Regions from separate parts of the Zea mays genome. Here all the other regions are linked to region 1. The links are chromatin contacts, called in public Hi-C maps. All regions are on one chromosome and are shown on one strand. Each heading gives the region's core, a stretch centred on a gene start, on an enhancer-like site or on the middle of the called end of the contact. The rest is flanking DNA. Distances are from core to core; before and after follow the strand shown.

Region 1 (3,157 bases), core at 314-2,813:
CGACAATCGCATTCCCTGCTCTCGAGTGCTGGAATTGGAAAACACCGAAGCAATAAGGTGACTGCCGGCGGCGAGATTCGCGGCTTCCATCGGGGGCTTTCTGTTTGGGGAGGTGCACCCGTGCTTGTTTCAGCTTTAGAAACCGTGGGGTTTTCAGCTTGAGGGGAGCAAATTGTTGGAAGGGGGCTTAGAACACCCAAGAATCTGTAAGCTAAAACGAGCACAAGCTTTGGCCGCGGGTTGTCAAGGTTGGACGGCGTTTTGGTTTCTGCATAAAATTGGCATGTTAACTATACTATGCCAATTTTTCATGCATAGTACTATTTGACATAGCATCTCAGCAGCTGAACTGTAGTCTGGAGAGGTAGCAGGAATTCATCTGGAAGAAAACAAATTTTGGAGTGGCCACGGACACGGTGCGAGACTCCAATGAGAACCGTCCGTCAGGCGAGCCATAACGATACGATACTCTACTGATCCAACACACCAAAAAGAAAGTCCCAGAGACACGCCAATCACCGTATGGCGAATGCCCCCCTTAAAAAGTTGTTGGTTGGTGAGCTGACCAGTGATAAATTATTAGTACTGTAGCACCGGCCGCTAAGCATCCCGGTCCATCGGATTCATTCCTTATCACTGCGAATACTCCGATTATTATTCTCGGACGATGGTGGGATCACTAGCAGACGCAAGCCTGCCTGAGTGTCTGTGCCTGGTCAGAGACTGAATCTGGAAGGAACAAAGAGCTGAATCGTGAACCTCTTATCGCCAGCCACGGCGACGAAGATGCTGAATCGAGCACGAGCGGCATGCCGGCAACAAAAATTGGTCCCTAGTCAACCCTGTGATTTGCAGTTGCAGCCATCCGGAGGAAGGCGGTGGCCGGAAGAAAAATGCCACAGTACGTGCTCCACAAGAGCAAAAACGACGAGGACGAAGAAGGTAGTACGAAGGGGGGGAGGGGAGCGACGGGTTGGGTTTGGGTACTAGCAGTGGCGGGCGGTAGCTTACTGCAGGTGATGGTGACGAGCCAGATGAGGAAGAGGTCCTTGAGAGGGAAGACCCCCTCCCGCTCCGCGTTGAGGCGGTCCACCCGGCAGCCGGGGCACCTAGGGCGGTACGCCTTCGCCTTCTTCGCCAGCAGTGGCTCCCCCAGCTGGGTGGTTTCACCGTTGCCGCCGCCCATCCTCGCTCGCTCCGACTCCGAGAGATCCAACCCAGGAACCAGAAACTCCGGCGGGGACGACGTCGGCACTCGGCAGCGCCGCGCGGTGGAATGGAAGGCGGAGGCAGGGCGGGAGCTGAGCCGGAGCGGAGGCAGGCAGAGCGCTGCGCTTGGGTTGTGGCTGCGACCTGCGGGTCTGCCTCGCTCGTCCGTCCGAGTGCAGACTTGCAGAGACGCGCCTCCTGTTATATGGTGGTGCCGGTGCGTGCCTGCCGTCCTCTACGTAGGCTGCTGGACAAAAACACAAAAAGAAAAACAAATGGCGTGCGCGTCTGCGTGGAACTGCTCCTGTGGGGCCCGCCCTCGTGGCTCTCATCAATGGCTGCGCTCTGCGCTTCGTGGAAACACGGGGAACCGTGAAAAGCCTCTGTCCTCTCGTCGGACCGTCAGCCCGTCACGCCGGCGACGCGCCGGGATCGGGCCTCCGGACACCGATCCGAACCACGGTGCCAGGCAACCAGCGAACGTGGCTAGCTGTTGCCGTCGTCCCGTCGTTGGGGGGCGACTTGGCGTTAGCTTTCGCGTGCTTATCGTGCGTTTTGGATCCGCGACGCGAGCTGCAGCTTGGTCTACTCTTTGCCGGGCCGGCGTTCGGGTCTCTCGCGGTCGCGGCCCGGGAGCAGCCGGCTTGCATTGAACCTGGACAGGAGAAAGAAAAAAAAAGAGCGCGCGGATATACAGCTCCAATAAAAAGTTCTATATTTAAATACTAAAAAGTACAATACGACCTGATTTTAATTGTTTAGGAGCATTTACCGCTCCAACTAGGGATAGCAATAAGTACACAAAAACCGACATCCGATGGGTAAAAACACTATTAGAATACAGGTATGACAAATTTTGATACCATGAGTATTTTATTGGGTTATATTCATCGGGCATAGTGGACATGGGTATGTTCTCTCTTGCCTCGTATCCGCTACTCGATAGAAAACCCGCTAACATATGACATGTGGGTCAGAATTAAGGAGATTGTTCTCTCTCATGCATGTGCTTGAATGATGTTGATATTTAATGGTGAATGTTGTTGACCTTGTGATAAGTTTATGTTGGATTCGATGAATTTATCATGCTGGCATAAAGATAATATACTATTTTAGCATCTTTCAATACTGATGAGCTATAATGTTTCAACATTTTGTGTTTGTTAGTTATTTTTGTGGTCCAAGTGATCATGTCTACTAATATTAGTGTGTATGGATACCGCTACCCGTGTTGGATATGAGTATGACGTAATTTAGGGTTTAGGGTAGTGGGTATGTGTATGGGTATGGCTTTGTGTGCCTATTGGTTATCTTACACACTGCCATCCCTAACTCCAACAATTAAATCCTATATAGGTATTCATGTTATTAAAAAATAGATCATGTTATTTAGAAAATAAAATGTTAGAAACAACGTGCAAAATAAGGATACAAGTCCAGCATATGGGGCCCTATATTTAGAATATCAGATGGCGCATTCTAAAATTATTTGATGATCTTTTTGTCAAATAGAATCCATGTTGGAGCAGGTTTTTAATATTAAAGTCATATATTCCAAAATATAACTCTATTTAGTACTGAAAGTTACCTAGAGGGGGGTGAATAGGGCGAAACTGAAATTTACAAAACTAATCACAACTACAAGCCGGGTTAGCGTTAGAAAAAGAAACGAGTCCGAGAGAGAGGGCGCAAAACAAATCACAAGCGAATGAAGAGTGTGACACGCGGATTTTTTTTACCGAGGTTCGATTCTTGCAAACCTACTCCCCATTGAGGAGGCCACAAAGGCCGGGAATTTCTCAACCCCTTCCCTCTCTCAAACGGTCCCTCGGACCGAGTGAGCTTTCTCTTCTCAACTTAACCGGGAACAAAAACTTCCCCACAAGGACCACCACACAATTGGTGTCTCTTGCCTCGGTTACAAGTGAGTATTGATCTCAAGAAAGAA
Region 2 (3,157 bases), core at 186-2,685, 200 kb before region 1:
GATGTTGGGCAGTCGCGTAGACACTCCCCAAAAACCTAATTGTCGATCCCCTGTGCAAGGTCTCGAACGGCAAGGGCTTCGGAGGCACCTGCCCTCTCGCTCCTCTGTGCGCGCAGAGTTACGAGATGGGAATACCCACACTTGCGGCTGGACCGTGATTCTGTACCAAATGACAGGAGTTCTCCCCTACTTAATCTTTCGTGGAAGGGAAGCTGAAGGAGAAGGGTCGCATGCGGCAGTTCAAGAGACGGGCAATACCACGCCCGCTCGCTGCCTGCCCACCACGCCACGCCCGGCCCAGCCGGCGGCGCGCGCGCGTGGCACGCCCTTGTTCGTTTCTTGACTTCTCAAATTAAGTGGAATAATTCTCACCATATAAGTCAAGCCAACGACCATTGAACTTCCAATATGGTACTAGTGGTATTCTCCACCATTACACACCATATAATTTATTGAATAAATGGATCAAGCCTATAAAAAATCCAACAATTATCATGTGTTGGGCACCTGCCCTAACCAGAGGCGAAGCTAGCAATCAAATCAACGTGGTGCACCACCAAAGCAATATATAAATATTCATATCATATATGACAAACATGAACCAATTTATTAATAAAATTTGCAATTGCCGTGGTGCCTGTGCACCATGCAACTCTAACGTGGTGTTGCCTTTGGCCCTAACCTAAGTAGACTCATAGTCGTAAGGGCTCCTTTGTACTGTAGGATAGCCGTGGTAAGGTCGTCTTCAGCAACTCTCCTATCTATCGAAGACACCCCAAGAATAAAAGCAAGACACGTAGTTATAAATAGTGATCATGTTTTCTATATGCAAAAGTGGCATATCTAGAATTTTATGTTTATTTAAGTTCAACAATGGAAAAAGTGTGTAATATCAAAGCATATATAGTGTTCTTAATGGAGTAGGTTATTGATTGAATAGTGAGAGATTCTAGCCCACCATCCCCCTCCATTTCTCTTGCTCCTAAACAAGACCTAAGTTAGAAATCTCTAGCTCTGACTGGGTTTCGAGAAATATACATTAGCGTCTATAGTACCAATTAAGTAAAAATGTCAAGATATATTCGAATGAATCTTAATTTGGCAGTGCATTAGATTGGTCAAAACCAAAAGAACATTTTTGTAACGGTGGGAGAACGAGCTGCTGCCTAGTTTGGCTCTGGCCAAGATGCACATACTGAACTCATGACTCTGTGTCCTTGGATGCTATCAGCGTGATCATTTTGGTGCTAATTATAACAAGGGGCAGATGACCAATGTGGTTGGATGGAGGATACAAATCGGGGGCTCCTATCCTATGTCGTGGCTGAAGCGAGAACGGGGTTTCTGGTAGGTTTGTCAATGTGAGGACAAGAGAGTTCCATTCCATCCCTAGAGGCCCTCTGGCCCGCGCTAGTGGTACTGCCGTACTGGCCAGGTTGAAGCAGGAGACTGCCAAACCCACACGAGCGGCCTCTGCTCTCAGGTCTCAACCTGGTCCTGGACCCATCCACGCCAGTCTCGCTCACTCCAGTCCTTCCTGGGCAGGCAAGGCAAGTTTGAGCCTACAATGATCCCGGCCCATTGCCATGTCCATCTCTCTAAAAGGCTAGGCACTCGTCCATCCAACACAAGCTGACAGAGAGAGCTAGCAACGCTCTGCAAGATCCGCCATCTAAACTTTGCAGCACTCTACTCCACCACTCTCCTCCGTCTGCGACTGCGACTAGGTCCCAAATGGCCGCTCCACCGGTGGCCGCCGCTCTGTCTGCGCTCCATGAGGCACAAGAGACCCACGGCCATGACGACAGCCGCGCTGGGCACGCGAGAGGCCACTGGCGGCCAGCCGAGGATGCCAAGCTCAAGGACCTCGTGGCGCTGTACGGCCCCAAGAACTGGAACCTCATCGCCAGCAAACTCCACGGCAGATCAGGTGTGAAGAGTTTATCGGTCTTCATCGCGATGTGTTTTTGTCCCCTCCGGAGCTAGAACCCCATTTGCGTTTTTTTTTGTTGTTTTTTTATTAATCCCTGATCGGCGGTGGGTCGACGCACGCACGCAACGCACTGACGGAATATTGGCGGAGCAGGGAAAAGCTGCCGGCTGCGGTGGTTCAACCAGCTGGACCCGCGGGTCAACCGCCGCCCGTTCTCGGCGGCGGAGGAGCAGCGGCTGGTGGCGGCGCACCGCGCCCACGGCAACAAGTGGGCGCTCATCGCGCGCCTCTTCCCAGGCCGCACCGACAACGCCGTCAAGAACCACTGGCACGTCCTCACGGCGCGCAGGCAGCGGGAGCGGACCGGCGCGCCGCCGCGCCGACGCAAGCCCTCCTCGTCGTCACCCGCCGCCCACCACCACCGTGCACCATCTCCTCTGCCGTTCTGCGCCGGCAAGGCCACCCGACCCCGCTCGTGCGGCGACGGCGACGGCGACGGCGGCGGGTCCGACGAGTCCGCGTCGTCCACCTCCTCCGGCACCGACCTCTCCTCCCTAGGCTCCGTGTGCGCCGCCGCCGTCCCCTGCTTCCACTTCCACCGCCGGCGCCAGAGCCAGAGCTCGTGCGACGGCACGACGTGCGCGTGCCTCCTCGGCTCCTCCTCGGCCTCGCCACTGCTGCGCTGCATCATGCTTCGCTCCGTTCCGTCGCCTGCAGCGGCTTCCGACGGCGGCGGATGTGGAAAGCTCGCCGCCCTGCCCTTCTTCGACTTCCTGGGCGTTGGCGCGACGTGATCGATCGTAGCCCCAGTGAACACTGATCAGGATGAACTACGAAGCCAGGCTCACGTTCTCGACAAAAAAAAAGGAGTCTTTTACCGTCCAAAGAACAGAGTAGTTTACCTTTTTCTTTACTTGAATATGGTTTGATTTGAATTTTGGCATAGGATATGCTGTAGAGGAGTCGTCCTGAACTCCGCGCGGCTGCCATGCATGCGCTAGCCACCCGGCCGGCCGGGAATTCCCAGAGTCGTCAAAGACCGTCATGTGAAAACGCGCCTCTCTCGTTGGCTCCCGTGTCACACCGACAGGCGACAGACACCGCACGTCCGCACGCACGAGCAGTCTCATGATCCGTGCCGCGCACGCACGCACACATGCTGACATGCATGATAGTACTACGTAGTACGAGCATACAGGACAGGGCGTCGTACTGCGTCCCTCG
Region 3 (3,157 bases), core at 259-2,758, 150 kb before region 1:
ATAATGATCAGACGCTCCCTTTGGCGAACAGTGACTGCGTGCCCTCCCAGTCCAGTCCACCCTCCGTTGGCTTTCCTTTTCCTGGACCTTTTTTTTAACCAATTCCCCACACGCCAACAGCGACAGGCTCTTCGTATAACGAATTACCGTGGCCAGAGACTGCGTAGTGGGTCCCACCTGTCAATAGGGGTGCACGAGACATGATTTACGAACAAAATCTAGTCACTGTCACACTATTCACAACAGATACATAGACTTTGAACCTTAAAAAAACATACACATCTTATAGAAAGAAGTTTTTTTTTTCAAAAAAAATATCAATATGGAGTATCGTGCGGTATAAACCCACAGTGTTCAACTTATATTGCATCATTTAATTATCATGTTCAAAAGTCTAAAGGGATGTTTGTTTTGTAGGGACTAATTTTTAGTAGCTTCTCCTTCGATCTATGGTGCAAGCGAAGGTGCATGGTCTTATTGGTGCTGACCAATAATCCTAGCGTTTCGGTTGGCATGCAATGCTTAATGAACGTCCATGGTTTTGCCTCGTTCAACACGAACATGTCTAAAAACACGTCGACCGTCGATTTGAGCTAGTTTGCGGATGATGTTTATTAGAACCGCATCTTCCATGGCGCCTCTCAGTTTCCTCCTATAGGCAGCTCATGAACTCGTTACGTATCCTTTGATATGCGCTAGCACGTACCACGGTCCACGTGGCTTCTCTCTTGCTATAAAAGAATTACGTACATGTCAAAACATGATGAGATCGTCTCGCACTCTTAAGTGACTACCCCGGCAAAAAAAGAATAAATGTTCTGCACATCGTTTTTAGGTGTGATGGTGCTAATAATAAATGGCAAGAGCGGGCAGATGATCGGTGTGGTTCGAAGGAGGATAGAGAGAAGGGAAGCGGGAGCAAACCGTCAAGGGTTGGGTTGGGTGGGTGCGCATAGATAGAGACCAGGGCGCGGCGCCTGTGGTGGGTTTTTGTCAAGCCCGGGAGGGACAGCGCTTCCGCTCTCGGTAGTGGTTGGGGTTGGAGTTGGACTCCCCAAACCCACACGAGCGGCCGGCCTCTCTCTGAACCTGAACACCAGGGCCACCAATCGGAAAAAACAAATCCGTATAAATTCTCTCTCTCCTCCCGGTCTCCCCCCCCCCCTCTCTCTCTCTCTCTCTCTGGCTGGCTGCAGTTCTCGTCTGCAGGACGACACAAGAACAACACGGCCATCAGTCTCAAAGAAAGGGCAGGGGAAGCCTGAAAGCGCAACCAAACCAATCGCATCTCCCACTCGAAGAAGGCAGGCATCCAAAAGACCTACTGTCCGTCAGTAGTACATACGTCCGTACGTAGAGTAGAGACCAAAACAAGCAAGCGTTTATTTTGTGCTCGTTTACGTTTAGTTGTGTGTGATCAATTAGCCAGCCGCCGCTGCCGCGGCGTCCGCGTCCTCCTATATCAGCCCCGCCTCCCTTCCTTTGCAGCAGCAACCTCCCTTCCTTTCCCTTCCCCACCCCTCCTGCTGCAGTCTCTCCTCCTCAGCGGACCCGGTCCTGGATGGCCGCCTTCTTCGCTGCTGCTCCGCCGCCGGCGGCGGGTGCTCTCGCGTCGTTCCACCACGAGGAGCAGCAGCGTCAGGACGCCGCCGAGGAGCTGTACCACGTGGACGACGACGTCGGCGAGGGCGGCTGCGGCGCAGGACAGCAGGGGAAGCTGTGCGCCAGGGGCCACTGGCGCCCCGCCGAGGACGCCAAGCTCAAGGAGCTCGTCGCGCAGTACGGGCCCCAGAACTGGAACCTCATCGCCGAGAGGCTGGACGGCAGATCAGGTAAAAATGCGAGCACGCAATGCGGGGTACTGCTGGCCTGCTGCTTGCTTCGTCGTGTCCCTGACCTTCTCTCTGTCTCTCTCTTGTCTGATGGAACAATGGACACACCGCGCAGGGAAGAGCTGCCGCCTGCGGTGGTTCAACCAGCTGGACCCGCGGATCAACCGCCGGGCCTTCTCCGGCGAGGAGGAGGAGCGGCTGCTGGCGGCGCACCGCGCGTACGGCAACAAGTGGGCGCTCATCGCGCGCCTCTTCCCCGGCCGCACCGACAACGCCGTCAAGAACCACTGGCACGTCCTCATGGCGCGCAAGCAGCGGGAGCACACCGGCGCGCTCCGCCGGCGCAAACCCTCGTCCTCGCCGGACCCGGCGCCGCCGACGTCGCACTTGGCGCCCGTCGTCGTCCTCCACCACCACCACCACCAGCACCACGCCGGCTCGCCTCCGCGCACCGTCGCCGCCGCTCACGCGCAGTACACGGCAGCGGACACCCGCGCGCACAGCGGCGGCGAGTCCGACGAGACCGCGTCCACCTGCACCACCGACCTGTCCCTCGGCTCCGCCGCCGCCCCCTGCTTCTACCAGAGTGGTACGTACGTACAACGGCACGGCAAATGCTTTGCTCTGTCAGTCTCTCTGATGGTGACGGCCTGGCGTGCTCACAACACATGTCCTACGTACGTGCGTTCGTCCCGCAGGCTACGACGCGGCTCCGCGCGCCGCGGCGTTCGCGCCCAGCGCGCGCTCCGCCTTCTCCGCGCCGCCGGCGTCGGCGCGCCATGGCGAGTCACGCTCCGACGACAAGGCGTCGCCGCCCTTCTTCGACTTCCTCGGCGTCGGCGCGGCATGATCGGGGAGGGGGGCCCCCCGCGGCGGTGTACAGGAGGCGGGCCGAAAGACGCGTAGTTTAGCTTTAGGGTCCAGTTAATGATCAAGAACATGGCCTGAGAGAGGAGAAAGAATGGTGATGGAACTGCAGAGTACTAACAAATTCCTCATCGATTTTTTTTTGCCGCTGACGTTGCTAGTAACAGTATGGCGATTTGACTGCTCGGCTTGGGTTGGGACTTGGGAGACGAGTTGCAAGCGCTACTACACCAAGGGCAAGCGTGGGAGATTGACATGGATGAAGGAAAGAAACCGCTTGCGAGTTGCGACACAAACTGCAAGGCGAAGGCAGATCAGATCCTCTGCTGCCTTGCCTCTTCTGTTCACACCCTCTCTCTCTCTCTCTATATATATATTCTTTTCATGCGCCGTTCTGTTCTGGTCTAGGATATTTATTTATTTCTCGCCTTTCTTTTTCCTTTCTTTCTTTTTCCTCT

The links. Hi-C and Micro-C count contacts between places; a contact is called where the count stands out from the background.
Region 2: a contact with region 1 is called in a Hi-C map of leaf, with 4 times the contacts expected there. The contact joins the promoter of LOC103650011 here to the promoter of LOC100284468 in region 1. A contact is called at or near these places in 3 of 25 Hi-C or Micro-C datasets (ear, leaf and tassel).
Region 3: a contact with region 1 is called in a Hi-C map of bundle sheath, with 3 times the contacts expected there. The contact joins the promoter of LOC100381481 here to the promoter of LOC100284468 in region 1. A contact is called at or near these places in 6 of 25 Hi-C or Micro-C datasets (bundle sheath, ear, leaf and 2 more).

The regions. Positions count from the first base shown.
Region 1 is chr3:43,116,042-43,119,198 of Zm-B73-REFERENCE-NAM-5.0, reverse strand. It overlaps LOC100284468 (carbohydrate transporter/ sugar porter/ transporter), which reads right to left and starts at 1,563. Exons shown (of 17, transcript NM_001157363.2): 1 at 1,012-1,563. The coding sequence starts at 1,186.
Region 2 is chr3:43,312,565-43,315,721 of Zm-B73-REFERENCE-NAM-5.0, reverse strand. It overlaps LOC103650011 (transcription factor CSA), which reads left to right and starts at 1,435. Exons shown (of 2, transcript XM_008675689.4): 1 at 1,435-1,930; 2 at 2,087-2,986. The coding sequence starts at 1,735. The coding sequence ends at 2,727.
Region 3 is chr3:43,263,178-43,266,334 of Zm-B73-REFERENCE-NAM-5.0, reverse strand. LOC100381481 (MYB transcription factor) reads left to right here and starts at 1,508. Exons shown (of 3, transcript NM_001174317.1): 1 at 1,508-1,832; 2 at 1,948-2,421; 3 at 2,531-3,087. The coding sequence starts at 1,562. The coding sequence ends at 2,682.